Linked DNA regions of Sus scrofa: all the other regions are linked to region 1. A link is a contact called in public HiChIP or PLAC-seq data. All regions are on one chromosome and are shown on one strand. Each heading gives the region's core, a stretch centred on a gene start, on an enhancer-like site or on the middle of the called end of the contact. The rest is flanking DNA. Distances are from core to core; before and after follow the strand shown.

Region 1 (2,773 bases), core at 127-2,626:
GGTCAGATGTCACCTTAAAGGTGTTTTGTTTTGTTTTTCTTTTTCTCTTTTTAGGGCTACACATGTGGCATATGGAAGTTCCCAGGCTAGGGGTTGAATTGGAGCTGTAGCTCCCGGCCTACACCACAGCCACAGCAACCCAGGATCTGAGCTGCATCTGCGACCTACACCACAGCCCATGCCAACACCAGATCCTTAACCCACCTTGTAGGACCAGGGATCGAACCCATGTCCTCAAGGATACTAGTCGAGTTTGTTACTGCTGAGCCACAACAGGAACTCCTAAAGGTGTTTTTTTTTTAAGTTGAGATTTATAAATTTGATTGTGTGTCATAAATATTTTAAAAATAATGACCAGGATGTTTGTAAGGTAGAGGACACCAAAAATAAAAGAAAGCATGTTTGCTGGATTAGTAGACAAGAGGAAATGGGTGGAGGGGATGGTGCTTTGAAAATGTGGATGAAATGATTTTTCTGGAAGATGAGAAAGAAGAGAGGAAAGGAAGGAGAGGCAGATATAGATAAATGGTGCAGAGGAGAAAAAAAGGAATTCAAAGGTGTCCTGATGTGCATGATACTTAAATGAAAAGGACAGTGAGGCTGACAGAGTGAGCTGCATCTGTAGGGCGTTGGGGGCAGGTTGAAGGGAATGAGTAATACTTGCGCAGCAGGTGTAATACCAAGTGGTATTATGATACTTGATAGGACGAGAGAAGGCGGTGGTTCTCTGACCACATTTGCTAATCAGTTGTTGGTCTGAAACATATAATAGGAATAGAAGTGCTCTGTTTCCAATTTCTGTGATTTGTAATGGTTCCTTTCCTATTAACACAAGATTGCTTTTAGGCAAATCCACCCTAGCAGTAAATGTTTCCCTATTGTAGTAGTTTTTGCCAAAGACTTTTCTGGAGGCAGTGGTTCACATCTGTGGTCTAACAGTCTTAAATGTTTTGAAAATGTTTTAATATAATATAGCCCTCTTTTATGTTACCATTTTATTTATACATGACTTTATTGTCAGTATGTGATTACTTCCTGGCTGTTGAAGTTATCTCATGTTATGTAACCATCGCAAAACTCTGGGTGAAGTCCACGGCAGTCGTATTTTATAATTATCAGTCATGGTTTCGGGGTAATACATTCAGTAAAGAGTGGGCCGAGCAGTTCTGGACTTACAGGTCTCTCATATGGTTTCAGAAATATGGCTGTAGACAGATAGTGGCTGGAGCAGAAACCATCAGAAGCTGGAGCAGTTGGGGAACCAGCCACATACCCCTCCCTTCATCAACTTGAGGCCCTATGTGGGTTCTCTCCATGTGGGCTCGTTTGAGCTTCCTCATGGGATGGTGGTTGGTTTCCAAGAGTGGGTGAGTTAAGAGGAAAGAGAAACTCCCTGGTTCCTCTTAACTTAGCTTCAGAAGTGGCTCTGTCAGTCACAGCAGTTACAAACCCTCACCCAGAGTCAAGGAGAGGGGACACAGACCCCAGTTCTAGATGGAAAGAGTGTCAAGAATGCCAGAGTCTAGAGTTGCCCTTGTGGCTCAGTGGGTTAGGAACCCGACTGGTATTCAGGAGGAGGTGGGTTCGATTCCTGGCCTCTCTCGGTGGATTAAGGATCCAGTGTTCCCATGAGCGGTGGTGTAGGTCACAGACATAGCTTGGATCCCACAGTGCTGTGGCTGTGATGTAGGCCTGTAGCTGCAGCTCCAATTCGATCCCTAGCAAGGGAACTTCCATATGCCGCAGGTGTGGCTCTAAAAAGAAAGAAAAAAAAATTGTCCTGAAGCAATGAGTGTGGTCATTAAAAAAAAAAAAAAAAAAGAATCCTGGAGCCATGTTTTAAAACTGCCACATTGATTGTGTAAATTTCCATTAAGGCATATCACCATTTGGATCTGATAACAGCTTGGTAGGAAAAAAATAATCTAGGAAACAATTTTACCAAGCTTCTAAAATTGTTGTTGTTTATCCCATCTCCTTATAGCCATTGCAGTACTGCTTCCCACGATGAATATGAAAGTGTGAATTGTCACAGAGTGTTATTTCATAGGTCATGAGGTCCCTTGTTTGTTCACTCTCCTTTTCTTCCTTTTTTGACTAGCAAGTTCACAGATGCGTCAGACTAAAGAAAATGGTCACATACTGCCATAGTGTGACACATCTGCGGTGTAGGGAGGAGGTGATGACGCTTCTTAGCAAATTCTCAGAATGTTATCCATAAAACAGATTTTCTTTTTTGCCCACACCCTCTGCATGCAGAAGTTCCAGGGCCAGGGATTGAACCCGTGCCGCAGCTATAGCCAGAGCCACTGCAATGACAAAACTGGATCCTTAACCCGCTGAGCCACCAGGGAATTCCCAAAGTAGATTTCTCTAACTCAAATTCTGCCTGAATTTTTTTTTTCCATTTAGAACATCTTTAATTCCTCAGAACATCACACTTTACCTCCTGTGATGGTTCCAGTGATGCCCAGTGATGGTTCCTGGTATTTATTCCCATGTATAACCCCCTTTCCCTGAGTGTGGGCTGGACCTACAGATTTGCTTCTCGTGAATAGATTGTGACAAGGAATTGGAATGTGACTTCTGAGACCATGTTACCGAAAGAAAGAAGTAGAAATCTCTTACTGTATCCCTGGCTGGCTCTGAGGGAAGCCAGCTGTCATGTTGTAAGCTGCTCTGTGGAGGGTCCCTTTTTTTCCCCCAACTCAATGGATTGTATTACATTTATAGTTGTACAACCATTGTCACAACCCATGTTTTTACAAAATTT
Region 2 (2,773 bases), core at 193-2,692, 380 kb before region 1:
CTTTGTTTTTTGTTTTGTTTTTGTTTTTGTTTTTGTTTTTGTTTTTTTTGCTTTTTATGGCTGCACCTGTGGCATACGGAAGTTCCCAGGCTAGGGGTTGAATCAGAGCTGCAGCTGCCAGCCTACACCACAGCCACAGCCACGCAGGAACTGAGCTGCATCTGTGACCTACAACACAGGTCACAGCAATGCTGGATCGCTGACCCACTGAGTAAGGCCAAGGATTGAACCTCCGTCCTCATGGATACAACTTGGTTTTGTTCCTGCTGTGCCACAACGGGAACTCCCTCTAGCTTTGTTTTTGTTTTGTATTGTGTCAACTGAAATGTTTGTGAATGCTGAAAATATAGAGGAAACAGATCTCTGTATTTTCATATTATGTAACCATCCTTATTATTAATTTTTAATGAATTTTATGGGAGTATAGTTTACTTACAATGATGTATTAGTTTCAGTTGTACTAGATTATATGTATAGATATATATCCATTCTTTTTTTCCTATGTAGGTTTTTATAAACTGTTGAGTAGATTTTCCTGTCCTATACAGTAGGTTCTTTTTAGTCATCTATTTTAAACAGATAGATCTTTTTAATAGTTACATCTTAGGGGAAAAAAAAGCTTTTAGGTGGGCATGGAGCAAGACATTGAATGTTTCATATTCCTTTTTATTAGTAGGGTGGGTGCTGAGAAAAGAAACAGACCATTTCTTTTCTTTCTTTCTCTTCTTCCCTATGCTCCCAATATCACTGGGTTTTCTTTTTGCCCTGGAACTGCTTGATCTTGGTGGCGACAGTCAGCTCCATCTTCTCTGAAGCAAACGGTCTAGCTGCCAGCCAGTGGGCTTCTTTGTCCTGAGCTCTTTCACAGTCCAGGCATTGGGTCCAGTCAGTGTAGTGACCTTGTGGCTGCTTTTTCTACCCTCCCAGCGTGACAGACAATATTCTTTTCTGGTGCGTGACTGGTACAGGTAAGGGCCTAGTAGCAGGAAGGTGATACCGATGCTTTATAATGATTGGTCCCCATTTTGCAATTGGACAGCAGAATTATGGCCCCTAAAAAAAGACTTGAACTTCCTTCTGCTCCCCACTGTGTTTGATGGACCAGTTGTGGCGTGCATATTGTTTGGTTTACTTTTTCTTTCTGCTTTTACCACCAGTTGAGTTGGGAAGTTTTGAGGACACAGACACACAGGGTGATTTTTAGATTTCTTCTCTGGTTCTTGTCAGTTGCGCTCAAAAGTAGGAGAATGTGTGCCTTCTTAGTGTTTTTTTCTTTTTGTGAAAAGGAGCAAGGAAGTGAAAAATCCCAAGAGACCAGTATTGTATTTCCGGTCACCAAGCTCATTAAGTTAATATTTACTTTTAAAATGAGTGTATTTGCCAGCCCTTCCTGCTGTTTGTTTGGGGACCGTTTAACTCACATGTGAGAACCTCTGACTAGTTTCTACTTCCATTTGGTCATTTCTCCTGAGGCTGGAGACTAGTATGATATGCTGACCTCTGTTGTAACACCTTTTTGTTTTTAACTTCAGATTATGTTTATCTAGAGACTAAAGGAAGGGAAAGAAAGAAAGCTGAGGTTTTTCCTGCTTCTCTGTGTCTACTGCTCAATCTTAAGCTCCTTTCTAGAAACTCAGTTAACACATATTTAGGGGCTTAGGAAAAGTGGAAATTTGATTAAAATACAGCCTCAAGGGAGTTCCTATTTGGCTCAGCTGAAACGAACCCAACTAGTATACATGAGGAGGATGTGGGTTTGATCCTGGCCTCCATCAGTGGGTTAAAGGATCCAGCGTTGCCTTGAGCTGGGGCGTAGGTCACAGACAGGCTGGGATCTGGCCGTGCTGTGGCTGTGGCATAGGTCAGCAGCTGTAGCTCTGATTTGACCCCTCAAAACTCAAAGATTGCATTTGAAAAATTTTGATATTTTTATTGTTAGCAATTCTAATAGTTATGTTTTAACATTGTAAAATAACACCTGGTCATTAATGAAAAAGTAAAAAAAGAACAGATGACATAAAAAATTGAAGTGTAAACAATTAAGGTTTATATTTAGTAAAAAGTCTTTTTTCAATATATTAAAAAATCCCCTTTTCAGGAAGTTTAGTTTTTTTTCACCCAGGAACAAAGTATGTTCCACTATCATTTAAGCCTATTAAAAAAAAAAAAAAAACTCTCTTCACCAAGTATTATAGTTTAAAAAATTTTTGTGACCTACTTTTTTCATTTGTCAGGAATGCTGTTTCGAGGCAGCTTTAAAAAATAATCGCTAATTAGAATAAGAATAAACTTTTATTGTTTCTGCTTGCTCTTGTAGATTTTTACATGTTTATTTTGTATTTTGCTATTTTACGCAACTCTTTTGGCTCCACAGTCTTTTCAGAGGCTTCCTTTGGGTTTTCTAGGTATATAATCATGTCATCTGCAGATGATTTTTTTCTCTCTTCCTTTGCAGTATTACATGAAATGATTTTATCAGTGTTTTTTCTTGGTGCTTATAACGTTCTTTTCTTTTTTTTTTGCTATTTTTAGGGATGCACCCGCAGCATATGGAGGTTCCCAGGCTAGGGGTCTAATCAGAGCTGTAGCCACCAGCCTACACCACAGCCACAGCAATGCCAGATCCGAGCTGAGCTGCGTCTGCAACCTATACCACAGCTCATAGCAATGCCAGATCCTTAACCCACTGAGCGACGCCAGGGATTGAACCCGAAGCCTCATGGTTCTTGGTGAGATTTGTTTCTGCTGTGCCATGATGGGAACTCCCAAGTGC
Region 3 (2,773 bases), core at 206-2,705, 360 kb before region 1:
AATATGCTTACTGTGTCCTGTTATTTGTTATAATATAATTAGAAGTTAATTATAATAGAAATATAAAAATATAAAATCATTATAATAACTGAATCCAGAAGAGATATTAACGCCTAGGGTTTTGTGATTACAGGAAATCAAAGGCATTTAAAAATCTTAAAGTAGATATGGAGCTTTTTGTTGCAGAGCAGTACAATAGAGTATTAATAAATCAGTAAAAGAATTCTAAGCATAAATCTATTAGGATGAAATTCTGAGGGAAAAGAGGAATGAAATATCATTTCAAGGAGAAAAGGGTATAGGTTTCCTAGTCCTTGTTCATTTATGTTTTATATGGATTATGTGGAATTGAAATCTCCATGATACTTAGTCTTCTCTGGACATATTTAAAAGAATAGTGATAAGAAAGTGAAAAGGCAGCCCACATAATGGGAGAAAATTTTTGCACGTTGTATGTCTGATAAGGGGCAAGTATCCAGAATATATAAAGAACCATTATAGCTCTATAATAAAAAGACAAATAATTGCATTAAAAATTGTCAAAAAGAGTTCGCATTGTAGCTCAATGGAAATGAATCTGACTAGTATCCATGATGATGCAGGTTCGATCCCCGGCCTCGCTCAGTGGGTCAGGGATCTGGCATTGCCATGAGCTGTGGTGTAGGTCACAGATATGGCTCAAATCTGAAGTTGCTATGGCTGCGGCTGTGGCTGGTGGCTACAGCTCCTATTCGACCCCTAGACTGGGAACCTCCTTATGGCACGGGTGTGCCCCTAAAAAGACAAAAAAAAAAAAAAGGAAAGGGACCTGAATAGACATTTCTCCAAAGAAGATATACAAATGGCTAATAAACATATGAAAATATGCCATCAAAGAATTGCAAGTCAAAGCTAAAATGAGGTACCATCTTATACCTGATAGGATGAGTAGAATAAAAAAAGACAATTATAAGTGTTGGTGAAGCTATGTGTGATTCAGCTGCTTTTGAAAACAATCTGTAGTTCCTCAAATAGTTAAACATAGAATTATGGTAACCGGCAGTTCCACTCCTCAGTATACACCCAAGAGAAATGAAAACATGTCCACTTGCAAACTTGTATACAAATGTTAATAGTAGCATTGTTGCTAATAGCGGAGAAGTGAGAGCAGTCCAAATATCCATCACTTGATGATGGATAAATAAAATGTGATATATCTATGCAATGGAACATTATCAGTTAATAAAAAGAAATGAAATATTATTGATAGATGCTAAAATGTCAATAAATTTTGATAACATTATACTAAAAGCCAGTCACAAAAGACTAATATTGTATAATTCCACTTATACAAAAATTCCAAAATAGCTAAATCTATAGATACAGAAAGCAGATTGGTGGTTACCTAGGGCTGGGTAGGAAGCTCGTGAGAGGATTGGGGACTGACAGCTAGGGAGTGTGAGGTTTCTTTTTGAGGAAGTGAAAATGTTCTAAAATGTATTGTTGATGTTTTTACAACTTGGTGAATATACTAAAAGTCATTGAGTTGTATAGTTTAAATGAGTAAATTATATGGCATGGGAACTATATCTCAATGGAGCTGCTTTAAAAATAATGTTAATAGTTCTGTTTTTAAAGTGTCAGTGGTTGTAATATGCCAGAAATGACATATTTTGTATCTTTTAAATAAACTTATGATGAACTGTTCCAGATGTAACCTCAAATCATGAAAAAAAAGCCACGATAGTTCTGCCATCTTAAATTATCAGCTTTTTGGGTTGCATCATATTTCACTGAGTTGAGGCAGGATACTTTGCTCATTTTCCTCCTGTATAAGGACTTTCCCATATTTTGGTATTTGATTTTATTTATTTTTAAATTGAAATGTAGTTGATTAACAATGTTGTGTTAGTTTCAGGTGTATGGCAAAGTGATTCAGGTATGCATATACATATGTGTGTGTATATTTGTAAATAATATAAATATTAAATATGTTAATATGTAATACTACTAATAATAATGATGTTTACATATTAAATATGTAAATAATATAAATGTGTAAATAATCTAAGAAGAATATATATATATATACACACACACATAAATATTCTTTTTTAGATTATTTTCCATTATAGCTTATTACAAGGTGTTGAGTAGAGAAGAGTTCCTGCTGTGGCACAGCAGGAACAGTAAGAGTCTTTGCAGCACCAGGACACAGATTTGATCTTGGCCTGGCCTAGGAATTCTATATGCAAGGGGGGCAGCCAAAAAAAGAAAAAAAAGTTATTGAGTAGAATTCCTGTGCTACACAGTAGGTCTTTGTTAGTTATTTAATTTATATATAATAGTGTGTATATTTTTAATCTCAAACTCCTAATTTATCCCCCCCACTTTAAAGTTGATATTTTAAATAATGAAAATTTCTGTACGCCTTAGGTTTTTTTTTGGGGGGGGAGCTATTTCCCTTGGATAAAATTTTAGCTGACTCTCAGGAATGAATAGATTGCTGAGATTTTTAAAATTTTACTCTTTTGTTAAGTGTAATGTTCCCTACTATATATAGTCAAAGTTGCTTTAAATTGTATATCTCTGACTAAATACATTATTTTGAAATGTGTTTGAAATGTGTGTTTGTTTCCTATTAGTATGTCATGAATGAGGAGCATTTTTTATTTATTCAGTGAGCATGTATTGAATACCAGAGCCTATGCCAGATACTGGAGATACAAAGATGAGAAAGACATATTTAGCTTGTGAACTCAAAAAAAAAATTCCCTGTCTCATGGGAAAATGG

Evidence for each region. HiChIP or PLAC-seq counts read pairs in DNA pulled down with a chosen protein or histone mark.
Region 2: an H3K27ac HiChIP or PLAC-seq map of alveolar macrophages shows a contact between it and region 1. The contact joins two enhancer-like sites. A contact is called at or near these places in 1 of 47 Hi-C or Micro-C datasets (embryonic fibroblasts) and 2 of 2 datasets of contacts at active chromatin or transcription factors (alveolar macrophages and skeletal muscle).
Region 3: an H3K27ac HiChIP or PLAC-seq map of alveolar macrophages shows a contact between it and region 1. The contact joins two enhancer-like sites. A contact is called at or near these places in 2 of 2 datasets of contacts at active chromatin or transcription factors (alveolar macrophages and skeletal muscle).

What each region holds. Positions count from the first base shown.
Region 1 is chr9:71,083,750-71,086,522 of Sscrofa11.1, forward strand. All of the region lies in intron 10 of CDK14 (cyclin-dependent kinase 14), which reads left to right. Among named protein-coding and RNA genes, the nearest start is that of FZD1, 260 kb to the right of the region's middle. Within about 2 kb of position 1,377, at least 1 of the 83 cell types and tissues checked has an H3K27ac peak or open chromatin away from gene starts, as enhancers often do. A contact at or near this core is called in alveolar macrophages, where this site is marked.
Region 2 is chr9:70,704,604-70,707,376 of Sscrofa11.1, forward strand. The region is part of intron 2 of CDK14 (cyclin-dependent kinase 14); the gene reads left to right. Among named protein-coding and RNA genes, the nearest start is that of CDK14, 28 kb to the left of the region's middle. Within about 2 kb of position 1,443, at least 12 of the 83 cell types and tissues checked have an H3K27ac peak or open chromatin away from gene starts, as enhancers often do. A contact at or near this core is called in alveolar macrophages, where this site is marked.
Region 3 is chr9:70,720,611-70,723,383 of Sscrofa11.1, forward strand. The region is part of intron 2 of CDK14 (cyclin-dependent kinase 14); the gene reads left to right. Among named protein-coding and RNA genes, the nearest start is that of CDK14, 44 kb to the left of the region's middle. Within about 2 kb of position 1,456, at least 1 of the 83 cell types and tissues checked has an H3K27ac peak or open chromatin away from gene starts, as enhancers often do. A contact at or near this core is called in alveolar macrophages, where this site is marked.